Regions from separate parts of the Drosophila melanogaster genome. Here region 1 is linked to region 2. A link is a contact called in public Hi-C data. All regions are on one chromosome and are shown on one strand. Each heading gives the region's core, a stretch centred on a gene start, on an enhancer-like site or on the middle of the called end of the contact. The rest is flanking DNA. Distances are from core to core; before and after follow the strand shown. Region 1 holds the start of cbt (cabut). Region 2 holds the start of lncRNA:CR44218 (long non-coding RNA:CR44218).

What was found. A called contact is a pair of places that touch in the nucleus more often than the background predicts.
Region 1: a contact with region 2 is called in a Hi-C map of the Kc167 cell line, with 3 times the contacts expected there. The contact joins the promoter of cbt here to the promoter of lncRNA:CR44218 in region 2. A contact is called at or near these places in 5 of 107 Hi-C or Micro-C datasets (the D17-c3 cell line, the Kc167 cell line, the ML-DmBG3-c2 cell line and 2 more).

Annotation. Positions count from the first base shown.
Region 1 is chr2L:476,986-483,790 of dm6, forward strand. cbt (cabut) reads right to left here and starts at 2,703. Exons shown (of 2, transcript NM_164384.2): 1 at 2,422-2,703; 2 at 1-1,219. The coding sequence starts at 2,490. The coding sequence ends at 2. All of the region lies in intron 1 of ush (u-shaped), which reads left to right.
Region 2 is chr2L:243,671-250,500 of dm6, forward strand. lncRNA:CR44218 (long non-coding RNA:CR44218) reads left to right here and starts at 5,239. Exons shown (of 1, transcript NR_073677.1): 1 at 5,239-6,142. All of the region lies in intron 1 of kis (kismet), which reads right to left.

The DNA.
Region 1 (6,805 bases), core at 1,453-3,952, 230 kb after region 2:
CTCATCGCTGCACTTGAAGCAGGGTTCCGCCGAAGGTGAAACTGCTGGCCTGCTGCTGTAGCCTCAGCAGATCTTGGGCGCTGTAGACTTGCAAGCTGGCGGAACTGATGGGCGAGGAACTAGCGCTGGAGCCCGCCGGTGCTATCGCTCGCAAATGGAGCGAGGCATCGCAGAGGGAAGCCGCTACCGAAGCTGATGTGTTGTTGTTGGCCAGGGAGACATGTCGATTCACTCCGTTCGCCTTGTCCTTGTTGTGCCGTTTGACGTGCTTCGACAGGTGATCGCTTCTCATGAATTTCTTCTGGCAGACGCTGCACTGGAATTTCTTTTCACCGGTGTGGGTCCGTTTGTGTCGGGACAACTCATCGGAACGGGAGAATCGTTTGTCACAGTTCTCCCACTTGCAGATAAAGGGTCGCTCGCCGGTGTGAACCCTCTGGTGGGCCTTCAGATGACTGCTTTTGAAGTAATTCTTGCCGCAATCGGGAAAACTGCACTCGTAGATGCGACTTCTGGTGGCCGCCGCCTGGGCGGCCGTAATTCTGGTTGTTAGTTTCTCCTCGGACATTGTTGGCGTTTTGGGTACGGGTGTGGGGCTCTGTTGGGCGGCCACTGTGCTGAGCAGGATAAGTTGGCTGGCAGACGAAGCTACTGGGCTAACATATATCGGTGTCAGAATAGGTTTTATTTCCTCCTCCTTGATGCATTCCGCTGGAGCAGGTGGCGTTACAAGCTTCGCAACTGGTGTCTCGGGTGTTTGTACTGGGGGTAGTGCCACTTCTGCAGCACGCTTTCTGTTCATTTTGAACTTGAGATTGCGCCACACATTGGCCTCTGGATAGTCGTCCTCCACAGTGGGTGGTACTGAACTTGTACTTGTGTTTGTGTTGGAAGAGGAACTACAGCAGGAGGTGGAACTAGATGAGTTCTCGTCTTGGCTACTAGAAGAGACAGCGCCAGAACTGTTGACCCGCATGATGACGCTAACCCTTTCCGCTTTCTGATCATCGTCCAGCTTTTGATCCGGCGGCGGTGTCATGCTCATAGCAGGTTGTTCCAAACGGGGTTTCTTGTTGGGAACCGCTATTTCGGGAGCCTCGTCTTCCGTGTCCGATGGATTTGGTGTAATAATCCCTCCATTTTTCTGACTCTTTTGGGCCACCAGCTTGAGCTTTGCCTTTAGCAGATTCTCGTTCACCTGTTGTTCGTCCTTGGCGACCTGGAAAAGGAAAGAACAAGTTCAGGGTTAGTCAGAGTTCGTTAACATTGTCGAGTTTATGTTCTGAGGAGTGCATTCACATTCACAGTCCCATTCACTTTTCGCTGACCAGCATTGACCCACAATAACTTTTCCTCGCAATTCGCTAATTACGCCGGCGGCTGACAAGGCCGTTCACCGTTAACCTTCACACACCCTGCAATACCCCGCCCAACCCCAGGTTCAATGCTCCTTCGAAAGGCCAAGGGAACTTTGTTTTTGGCGGTTTTTGAACTCTTTTAAAGGCCGTTTGGGGTGACAGAATATTACTCATTAACTGTTGCTGCCAGCTGTGCTTTAAATTATAGACGTATGTAAATGTTAAAGGTGAATACTGTATTGATGACCACATAAAAGTCTTTAAATTGATGTGCTCCTGACAGAAACAAAAAATGTCTTAAAATTTTAAAAACTGTTCTTAATATGGACTTTTCAAATTTCACTACTTAATTTTTAAGGATGAAAACATGAGCAACTGTTGCGTTTTCGGCGCATATTCTAGAACCATTTAAAAATTGCGCCTAAAAGCATGCAAGGAAAATGCAGCCACACCACCAGTATTATTATGACGTGCCTCAGGTGGGTGATTTCATGGGGAAGGCGAATGCGAGGGGTGTATTATGACTCGTGCGAAGACGTCGAAATCTTTTTATGGGCTCGGCACGTTGCGCTCTAATGTGCGACAGTGTTTGTTTGTTTCTTTCTTGGCCAGATAAAAAACGAGCCAGAAATGTGACATGGTTTTATGGGTTGGGGCTTGGCCTGTTTGCCTAGCTTTTGGCTAGGCCCTCTCTTTCCTCTCACACTCCACCGCTCGCCTACAGTTGCCAATTGGCAACTCACCTTCTCTCTTTTGCTTTTCTGTTGTTTTTTCCTAGTGGTGCCAAGTCCAATGTTCAGCTGCGGCCTCTCGCTCGCACTCACACATCACTCGCTGTGCATGCGGTGTTCACGTGAAAGCGTGTTGGCTGCGTGATCGCATGGCTGTGTGCGAGTGCGAGCGGGACGAGGCACTTTGTTTTTAGAAACGCGGCAAGTGGGAGCGAGAGCGAGCTAAGTACGATTCCGTTTGATTTTCCGCTGCCTTGAATGCACTATCCCCACTCAATAAGCACTAATTACACTAGCGTACACTGTATATATCCACTTTGTAGGTCACTTACGATTTCCAACTTGTTTTCCCTTAGTGGGGGCGTTGCGGGTGGTGAAGGTAGCAAGGTATCCATGTCCATTGCACTTTCAAATTTCAGTTGCACTCTCTTTTTTTTATTGAAGAGTCTGTGTTTGTTTGTTTGTTTTGTTCCGGGGCTAATCACTTGGTTTAATCTCAGTTTGTGTAGATTTTTGCACTTCAGCTAACTTTGCACTGGCGCTTTCAAGTGCCGCTTGCCGTTTTGGAGCGAAGGCGAACCGTTGCGTTCGGAATTCAAGAGACGAATGAAAAAGGCAAAGCCATTCAGCTCCCAGCAGAGCTGCCGCCGCCGACGCCGCTGCCGGCAGAGGCTGTGCAAGTGTGAGTGAGTGGAGCCGCCGACGACGTAATCACTTGGAAACGGGCAAGTGTGTGTGAGCGGGCCATCGTCATCGGCAGTGGAGCAACCAGTGCAATGTAACCCGGACGAACATCAGCCAGCAACGTGGGCAGCACCTCCTCGGCTCCTCTCTCTCGGGCGCAAAAAAGAAAAAGGTCAGGTCTCCTGCTCACTCACCTCTCAGCAACCCACGTGCACCGGACAAAATAGCCCGTAAAGAATGACATCTCTGTTAACTCAATTTTAGACTGTAATGTTGGTTGGCAATAAGTTAAAAGAGATTCAGGTGAACCCAAATCGTTTTTAGTAAACTCTCTAAAAGTGTATGGCTATTTTAAATGTTGCCATCTTTTCCGAGAAGACCCAAAAAATCACCGAAGCGATTTCTTTCTGTGCAGGACACAGACACACAGCCAGTAGGAGAGAGGCCCGCAGAGCACGTAATCAACGCATGGACGTCATCAGCTGTTCACTGCGGGGTCTTGTGTTTGGTGCTATAGAGAACGGGTCAGTAGAGGAGGAGCTGGGGAGGGTGTGGGGCTCCATCGGCTGTCTATTCATGGGCTGTGCATGCCCCAGCCGCGTGCACAGCGCACACCAACCGACACACTCACAGACACACCCCAAAGCCGTGTCTGAGTAGCTGACGTAGTTGTTGCCACGGAAGTCTGTGAATAATCGGCTGAAAAAATACTTTAAAACTGGCTCGAAACCTGGCAGACGCCCCTCAAGCTGAAATCTAAGACCTGGCCGCATATATTTGCATTAACTTTGGAAGTCTGACTTTAAGCAGACACGGATTTCATTAATAAACGAAAGGCATAGTGCGAAAGCAGGAGAGTATGGGAGCTCAACAGTTGACGGGGAGCATTGCCAGGCCCAAGAAACTGGGAGATAACAAAGATGAGTCACGAAAAGCAGGCATTTCAAAATCCTCTTATTCACCACCAGTGAATGCATGTAACTCAATTAAGTCGTCAATTGATTACATTTATTTTGTTTGAAAACCCTCCTAGGACACGGGTAAATTCTACCTGGCAATGCTCGCGTTTCGCCTGTAACAGTTTTCAAAGCAAAAAGGGGCTCGTACACAGAGCACACACACCAAAGAGCGAGCGGCAGAAACAGCTGTGGTTATTGGCGCTCTCTTGCGCAACAACAACGAATAACTAGCACGCCATACCCCACACCAGACTTGTGGGGCGACTGTTCAGGCCGTGTAGGGTATTCAGGGGTAGCATGGGAGCAGCTAGATTAGATGCAGATCTCTGAAAAGTTTAAGTTTTATTTTTCTTCACATTCCCTAAAAAGAAATTTTATATTTGTCGTTACTAAATTAATGTCATTCCATCCGTCTCCTACTGCTTTATCGCCGCTTTTAGAGGGTATGCCCAAGTGGACCCCTCGAAAATAACCTTCTTGACGGCTGAACAGCTCGCCTGCGTGTTTTATGGTGTGCGTGAGTGTCTGTGTGGGTCCGTCTGGTATCACGCGTTGACCTCATGATGTTCACGTGAACATTTGTTGATACTTTGCCTGAGCGGACGAGTGAGTGAGTGCGAGTGAGACGAGGCGAAAATGCCAGCAGTCTGTGGCGTGCCTATCTGTGCGCTTGTGTGCGTGTGGGGGTTTGCAGTACTTGCGTTTTTGTTTTTGTCTTTGCTTCGTGTTTGTGATTGGAATCGGAATTCGTGTGTAAATTTTGCGCGGAACTTGAAGCGATGGCCTCCACTCTCTCGCGAATGTGGGCGTGTAAATGGGCCGATATACCGTTACCGCACCCCTCTCCATTGCGCCCCACCCCCCGCATTTTGAATGCAAACTGCGGCGCAGTTGAAGCTCCCCACCGGCCAGCTCCTCCAGTCCTCGCAAATCCATCAAGCGGGAATTCATGTGCATTGCGGAGGCTGAACACAATCAGCAGCCGCAGGTTAGATCTAAAAATAGACGTATATCTCGGCTCCCCGGCGGGTTCAAGTTCAGTTCCCTTGACTTGCATTCGCCCACGGAGCTCCCACGCCCACCCACTCAATCTGGGATGGCGAAATCTGGACTCGCAGAACTCACGTGTGCCCACGCACATTTTCGGAAACGCACGTAGGCCGCTGACTACTGGAAAAAACTGAGTGTCAGTGCTATAGAATTGCACAATAGAATTGCTGTATTACATATATTTTTTTAGTTTGTTAATTCATTGCTTATTCCTCACTAACAATACTGAAAACTAAAAATAACTCTTTGATTTAGATTTCAAAACTTGTTCCTACAACACAAAAGCAAGCAAAATACCTTTTTTTCGGTGTGTCAAAGGCCGACTTAGAAATACAATATATATATGTATATGTATGTTATATGTACATATAACTCATCGTTTTTCGCAGAGCGAGTTTGCGCATTGACGTAACTCTCTTCTGGCATCTGGCATTACGTAGCAGACTCGTTGGCTCGGTGACGTCACACCCACGCTGGCTCCTTGCTCCTGTTGCGCGTCAAAGGTCACAGCATAATAAGCGTGACGTTGGCGTGAGCTTCTGCCGGGTTCAAGGCCTCCTACGCTCCTTTTTTCTTATTAACGAGGAGAGGAATCGCATGCAGAATAAAGCCTAAGGCGCAAGCAGACAACTTTCCGTCGGTGGAGTTGGTCGAAATGTCAATCACAGGTGGACCCTGACGTCAGAGGGCCTCGAAAAAGAACGCTGCTTATTGATATTATTCATATATCCATTTAATCATGTACTCAACGAGTGGCACACAGTCTGACCAAAAGTCATAAGGAACTGGTCTATAATTCGGCACGGCAACAACGTCAAACGCGTCAAATGCGACGCCCATTTTCCTAGTTTCCCTCGATTCCCATTCACAAACATTTCCCACACAGTTTCTGTTTGTTGGCCTCTGCTTGCACGCGGGCGTGGACGACGCTACAACGTCGTCCGAAAAAAGCGCCAAGATCGTCAAAACTCTCCATGACGTCATGAGCCCAACTCGTGACTCCAAGTGCAGACTTCGTTAGTTTCTTGGTTTCATATTGCTTACCAGCCTTTGTCAGAAGTCAAAAGAATCAGAAATTTCCATTTAGCACGCATGTAAACATGTTTACAAACAAGAAGATTTTCCCCAATTGAACAGATTATGGGGGTTCTTCGAATTGGTGCAACTAGTTCGATGGAAAGATACTAATCAATGGAATCGGAATTTCCCCTTGTATTGTAATTGTCAAGTCTACAATATTTAAAGAAAGTATCTTGTAAATTTGTTTATGAACTATCTCATATTTCACCATGACGCGCAACCTTCTTATTGGTCTATATGGCGGTCACATATGCCAAATATCAAAATATTTATCTTTGTTATAAAGACTCACATGACTAACTCGAATCTAATGAGTGATTCCCGATCTCTTTTTCCACTATTGCTCAGCAAAAGAAACCAAATTATTTAATTAGAAGTGCAATATGTTTTTGAAGGTTTAATTTAATCTGTGATAAGGATGTCTGACTTTGAAATATATGTATAAAAACTGCCCTTATAGAAGATTTTCTATAACTAGCCCCCATTCTTCCGGCCCTTGCCACCCACTTATCACGAATCTTAATCCCCCCTACAAAATGATGCACTTGCTCTCCCTAAGTCGATTTTTCTCCCTGCCTACGTGCCCACCGACGCGTTGCTCCAAAGTTGGAAGCTAAGTCGGAACAGAATGGAACGGAACGCGGAGAACCGGCGTCTACGAATCTTCGGAGCAAGGCTAAGTGGGGTCTACTATGAGCACAATGCTAAGAGAGCAAGGGAAGGGGCATAGACGACCTTCAGTCGGGATTGCGGTCTTACCAATGGAAATTTACGATGCTGCGAAGGTTCGCCCTGGTCAATGTTTAATGCGTTTTCTCTGGCTGCCCCTTTTCTCCCTCGCACCTCTCGCATTTATTCTCATACGATTTCCCGTTCTGGCTGCCGGTAAAAATCGACCTTGGCCCAGTTCCTATAGCTGCCAAATGTTTGTATGAACTTGAAA
Region 2 (6,830 bases), core at 3,989-6,488:
CGAAAGTTAAAGGCAGAGGGAGGGGTTCGGTGTATATCACTCACACACTCAAACGGCACATAATCGGCGAAACTTATGTGGAGTGCCTGACATGGGCTAAGCGGCGGGCTTAACACCGCCCACCCCCCACCAAACTATTTGCCTCCCGCACTCACCTACCCTCGCCGGGACTGGCCCCTTTGTGGGTTTGCCGTGAGTAGTTCGCGCTTATTGGACAATCATTTAACCAGTCGTCGTCCCCTCTACACCCTAAGAAATCCATAGGTAACTAGTTTTGATAAAAATCTCAAAACAAGACCATTTGCGGTCCGAGTTGTATTAAAAATAATTAAAACTACAAAAAATATTTTTATTTGTATTTAACATTCATCTTATCGTCCTGCCAGGCAGTAAATATGTAAAATCAGTGCAGTGCAAATTTTTCTTGCAGTGCCAAATTGTGTTGGTTCCCTCCAGGTGCTTTGACTTTGCCGTAATCAATTACATTTTGCTTTTGCAATTTCAGCTATTTATTTATTTAGTTTCAGCTCTTGCCATTATTATTAGGTGAGTGGTATGTATGTATGTACATACACAGGCCCGTTTAGCTCCATGGTAATGGTGTGGCTGTGCGGCGCGACTTTACTGTGTATATCTGGCAGATATCTATCAGTATCAGTGAGTGGTAAGTGTGGTAAGTGTGGTGTGTGTGTCGCATTTTTCCTTCTTTCGCTTTAGTTTTCACTTCTTGCCCGCTTCTTCCCATTTTTTGGCGTGGCTGTTTTTACACAAACAAATCGGGCATAGTAATTGCAAAAACAACAAACTAAAAGCAATAGTATCATACATATGTATGTACAAGTGTTACATACATACATACATACGCGCAGTCCGCGTTTGGGTAAGCAAAGCAGACATCTGAAAAATTGTGAAATTATACTTTACTTATTGCCTCTCTCCGTCCACTCTCCTACGGCACTGTCTGTGTTTATGTTCATGTCTGCGTCTATGTCGTTTTGTGTCTCTGCGCACAACTGTACGTTTGTTTTAAATAAGCGAAAAATCGATTAAAGGTGATAATAGACAAGCAAATTTCAGTGTGTCCAACGACAAAGACGCGAGCCACATTTTTGTGACCCGACGATGACTACACCACCAACAATCCGATCCAATCCAATCCGACAAACGAACAGCACAGCGCCACCACCATCACAACGCTGGATTAGCTTTGCGTTTGGGCCGGGTCTGTCTCTGCTTCTTCTGATTCTGCCTTCCCATGCTCCCCCACGTTATGAGCCATGAAAATCGCCCCCAAAAGAGTTTACTCAAGTCACACATTTCTCGCCGTTAGAAAAGTGTTTCTCGTCGGTTGGCATCAACGTAAACAAGCGCTTTGTACGCACCACTTTTGGGGGCAAAAGGCTCAAAATACATTTTTTTAAATAGGATTAATACCGCAGCACAAATATCTAACTATTATTTCTCCCAAAGCTGTACGAATCGAATCAAATAAACCTGAATGAATATTTCTCAAACTTATTTTGCAATAGCAACAATAAAACACAAAAAACGAGGAGAGGGTTCGTTCACCTTTCGTCGTGGGCAAATGTATTTAGTTAACTCACAATTTTAACAGTTGCTTTGTGCTCTTGCTTCGCCTTTAGGGCCGACTTTGCCAGCTCTTTTATCTTCAACTTTTTAAATGATGCTTTAACTTTTCAAATGACCCACAGTCCTTCAGCGGCTGCAGCCGTGCGGTAAGAGTGAGAGTATTTAAAAAAAAATCCCTTTTTAACCCAGCCCAATAACGACATCTAAAAAAACAAAGTATTGTTCACACATAATGCACACTTTACGTTTTGCGGTGCTGTGCACAGTTGTGTTTGCAAAGTGTCGTCACATAATAAAAACTCACAAACTTGATGGGAGGATGCATATATGAACGTATATGGTAGAAATGTATGCATGTATGCATGTGAACGAATGAATCTGGGTTTAATAACAATCAAGTCAAGTGGCTGTGTCCGCGCTAACAGTAACTAAAAAGTACAGTTGGTTTTTGTAAGAAAAGCCACATTCAACAGCGGCACCCAAGTCCGTCACTTAGCGCGGTCCAAACAGAGCCGAAGAGCGGCTGAAGCAAGAGAATTAGGGTAGAGTGGGGGGCGCTGGCGAAGAATAAGCAGAGCAAAGACAGATGGGCGCAGCAGCAAAACGCGCACTCACACACACATACACAAAAATGGTAATAAAATAGGTAAAGTAACAGCGGCAGCTGTAGCAAAAGAAGAAGCACAATAGCAGAAAGCCATACACAGTTTTCGGAAAAGCCAAAGAGCTTTGGTCTGCTGTTGAGAGCCATCCGCTAAAACTGAGTCTGCAACAAGCGAAAGGTACACACAACAACAACAAACATCCCACAAAAGTTAGTTGGGCAAAAATTACAAACACGTCACCGCCTTTTGAATGTGTAACGGAACATTTATGGCAGGCCCATTTGGCGTTAGAGATGAGTGGAATGCGGTAGTTGCAGCATTGACGCCAAGAAATTGATCAAAATGCATAAACTTCGCTTATCTAAATTTGTGTATAAAAATAAATTGGACAACTGTCATTGCGACTGACTGATAAACATGTGGTTTATCGTAATGATAAGAATTGCGTAAATGCATTTTATTCCAGTCGTATGTTTTAATGATTATTTTTAAGATCAAATATCATTTATTTATCAGTTCAATACCCACCTGAATATTGGATGAACCCTGAGGAAAACTCTTCCAGGGACTAAAAGACCTAATCGGTGGATGCATTGACATGCAATGAGAATAGTTTTGCAAACAGTCAGACGGGAGAATCTGGAAGTGCAAAACTGACGCTATGTTTCCCGCTAGAACTCCGAAAACTAAAGGAAGCCGAGCACACACACATGTAGGACACAAGTCCTGACCCGATTATCGAGTTGAAACTGTTTTATAAAATTTGCACCTGGACCTAAACCGGATCGAATGGATATAGAGCCGCCCATTGTGAATCTAGCAACAATAAAACAGAGAGAACCCCGAAAGAGCGAGAGTGGAGAGTCGCTCTCTCAAGAGCGGTGTACCGGCTGAAATCGAGCGAGCGGCGAAAACACACGACAAAGAGAAACGAGAGAAAAAAAAAAACAACCCAACAAGTGAAACGAGCAAAAATTTTGTCGGCAGAGAAAAAAACAAAAAGCAAAAGCATGGCATAGCGTACGATAAAGAGCAAACCAAAAGCAAAGCATGTATATCACGTGCTGCGGCAGTGGATGGGAAGGGGCAGACGGCTGAGTGGGGGGCCGTGTGCCGGCCTTTGGCGGCAGAGCTGTCAGCGTCGTAGCCGACAACGAATAGCATGAAAGACAAACAGAAAGGAAAAGCGACTGAGAGACAAAACGACAGAACGACTGTTTCGTATAGAAAGAGAGTGGGAAACCGAGGTTGCGATGAGCCAGTCAAAACAAAAAGTGCGAAAAAGCCGAGGGAGCCAGGGCAGAAAAAGGAGAGATTAAAAAAGTTTACAAGGCTATGTACAAATTTGATAAGTTTATGGTAAGCAAAACTTATGACCTATATGAGCTGTTTCAGTCATTAGATGCAAATACAATTTCTAGAAAATTATGTTTACACATGTGCACTAGTAGGCAGTTTGTGAACTTTAAATAATTACATTTTTTCGAATCGAGAAAGTTGCGCTGTGCAATTGCTGTTGGGTGGTCATCAGATGAGAGAGATTGCAAGGGGAAAATCGCGAAATGAAGCAATGCAAAGAAAAGACGGCGAATGGCGGCGACAACATTACGGCGACAAGTACAAAACACGTATTATGCATGTGTGCGTGAGTTGGAGATTCGCATGATTCGTGCAAATTCGCCGCATAGTTGTTCCTGCTGTTTTATTCGCATTCGCATATCGTGATGCCTTTTGTTTGTACATGTGTATCTGTATCTGCATCTGTGTGTGTTTGTTGGCCTGGGTGTGCTGTATTTGTGAGTTGGGGTCGTCGTCGTTCATATGTTTGCCTTGTTGTTGCTGCCTGACGTTGTTTGGTCGGTTTTGATTCGGTGTTTTGGGACGGATGATATTATATGGTCGCTGGTCTCTGTCGCTGCCTTTGCCCGGTTTTCCGTCCATCGTTCGGTTCTCTCGCCCGTCATCACTCTTCTTGTTGAGCTCGTCGGTCATTTTGATTGGGTACAGTGGTACGTCAAAAGCCTGAACGGAACCTTACCAAAATCTTAACTACAGATTACCGAGTGATTATCCATCTGTTAACAGCAACACATTTAATATTTTAATAATTTCACAATACTTTTATTAAATTTATAATTTAATTCTGTAAAAACTAATATCCATATATTACCACCTATTTTACTTGCAGTCCGAGAAAAGAAAGCTTTACTATTGTTTCCCAATGATTTCTAACATACCCCCCACCAACCCAGCTGGTGTTCTTCAAATTTTCACGTCACATAAGTTATTTTTTCGCCTTTTACTTAAATTTTTTCGGCGAAGCCGAACGAAAACAAGAACAACTGTAAGCAATGAGTGGTGGAACTGCCCACTCGCCCCAACTTTAGCATTATTCGCATATTAACGAGTGGGGGAGGGAAGAATACGACGAGAGGCGAGGTGTAAAGGGAGAAAACAGGCGTGTGACGTTTTTTCGCTGCTTTTTCTTCTTCTTCGCCGAAAAGAGTTGATTGAAATTATTTCGCTGGCGTTTGTGTTTGTGACTTTTCGCTCAATTCGTTTATATGTCTGTGTTGCGTGTCTCGCTGAGTGTGTGTATCTGTTTTCGGTTAAAGATACATAATTATTTCTAAAAAGCATTTTCTGCCTGGCCATTGTTGTAAATCGCTCGCACTTTCACGACTCCGTTTGGAGAGGAGTACTTACATTAACAATTTACTTGAAAATAGTATTACTCACCATTTTTAAATTATTTTTTTGCTGCTAATCCATTTGACTTTATCTTGTTTATTATCGCAGGTTCTCACAATTTACAGTTCATTTGTACGGTTCACGTTGCTCTCTTTAGTTTTTTTTCTCCCGTTTTCTTTTGTTTTTCGGTTTGGTTTTTGGTCACGCAATCATTTTGGACGCAAGTTATCGATAGTTAAGCGCAACGAAATGACAGATGACGGCGAATGAAAGGGCAACAAGAAGCACAACAACAATGCTAATTCAAGTGTAGATACACATGCGAAATAATAATTGTAGCACAATTGCCGTTGCAAGAAGAAGACGCAATGGCAAAAACTACAAAAGCGCAACGGTTGCAATTGTGACTGTTGCTTCTTCTTCTCGCGGCCCGATTCCATCTCACTTACTCACTAACTCACACAAACGCGCGGTAATTACAATTAAAAGTAGTTTTTTACAGCCGAAAAGAAACAAAGAAATCGATAGATATTGCTGGAAATGAGGGGAAAAATCTCTGCGCCTTGGTAATTGCACCAGTAAAAAAAAGAAAAAAGACGAAGATGGAATGGAATGGAAAAAAATTGTTACAGCCGCCGAGTGGAAGAAGAAGAGATGCACAACAGACGACGCGACGCGTCGAGAGCGGCGACAAGCGCATGAATTTTACGCTCTCTCATCAATTGCGCGTCGTAGCGGCGGTGTGTGTGTAAGAGCAGACCAGCATATCAGAGAAAGAGTGGCCCGGCTAGAAAAACGTGTGTCCAAGCACTGCCAACTGTGAGTGTGTGCACCGAATGAGAAGAGAGCGAGTGGAGCGAGGAAGATGGAGGCAGACAGATGAGTTGACACAGCGACCGAAGCAGAGCAAAAACCAATCAAAGAGGAAGAGCCGCAAATGGGGATACCGTTGCATATGTGCACTGTATCTATGTGAGTGCTACTTTAGACTATCAATATAGAAATATTGATGACAGCTACAGTGCAGCTTGGACCAAGAACACCAAATTTGTTATAAAAAGAAAAAGATTGCACTCGAGTTGTTGGTTGTTTTGCAGCACAGATTAAATTTGTAGAAAAAACGAGGAGAAATTTTATCTGCAACAGAATCGTCTTCTCAAACCTGCGGATGTTTTGCTAGATTTTCGAGTAGTTTTCCTGTTTATTTCTTAAATTAAAATCGAGCCATTGAAATAAACCTAATCGAAAAATAAGACAATTAATTTGGGAATATGATTTGCACTTCGGTTTGTCCCATCGCAATAATAACAAACTGTGAAAAGAGCAACGAGAACGTCGACTGCGACGTTGGCAGAGCAACTGTAGCAATGGCCATTATGGTAGATGGATAAATGCGCCACGGGGCGTGAGTGAGGGTGGGGAGAGATTGTCTCCTGCACAGGTGCAAAATGTGCGGCGCTGCATCACCCGAATAATGTTGGCAACACTGCAGCGAAACGGGGCACAAATACATACACAAAATGTATGCTACAAGCGTTACGAGAAAAAAAGTCCTAGCTATAACCACCAACAGTTTTAATTTTTTTTGAGTAAAAAGCGGGAGTAAAGAATATGGCGAATAGAAGTTGGAGAAAGAAATCAAATGAGCAGGCAATAATCAACGTGATAATTACACTCAAACATGATGAAGACGAAAACGCAAGCGAGCATCGCACACATACACAAACTTCCCGATGATGACCATTTTTAATTGTATTAGACGGTCGCCGCTCACATTTTCGGATTTGATTTTCGATGTTCTTCGGCAATTTTGCCATTAATTATTCGCACACACACATACACGAACACAGGCGCATAGAGAAATGCACTTGGAACTGCGGGGGAAAAAACAATTGAAATTCGACGGCTGCTACTTTTCAGCTTTTCTTCGTAGTCTCGCGAAAT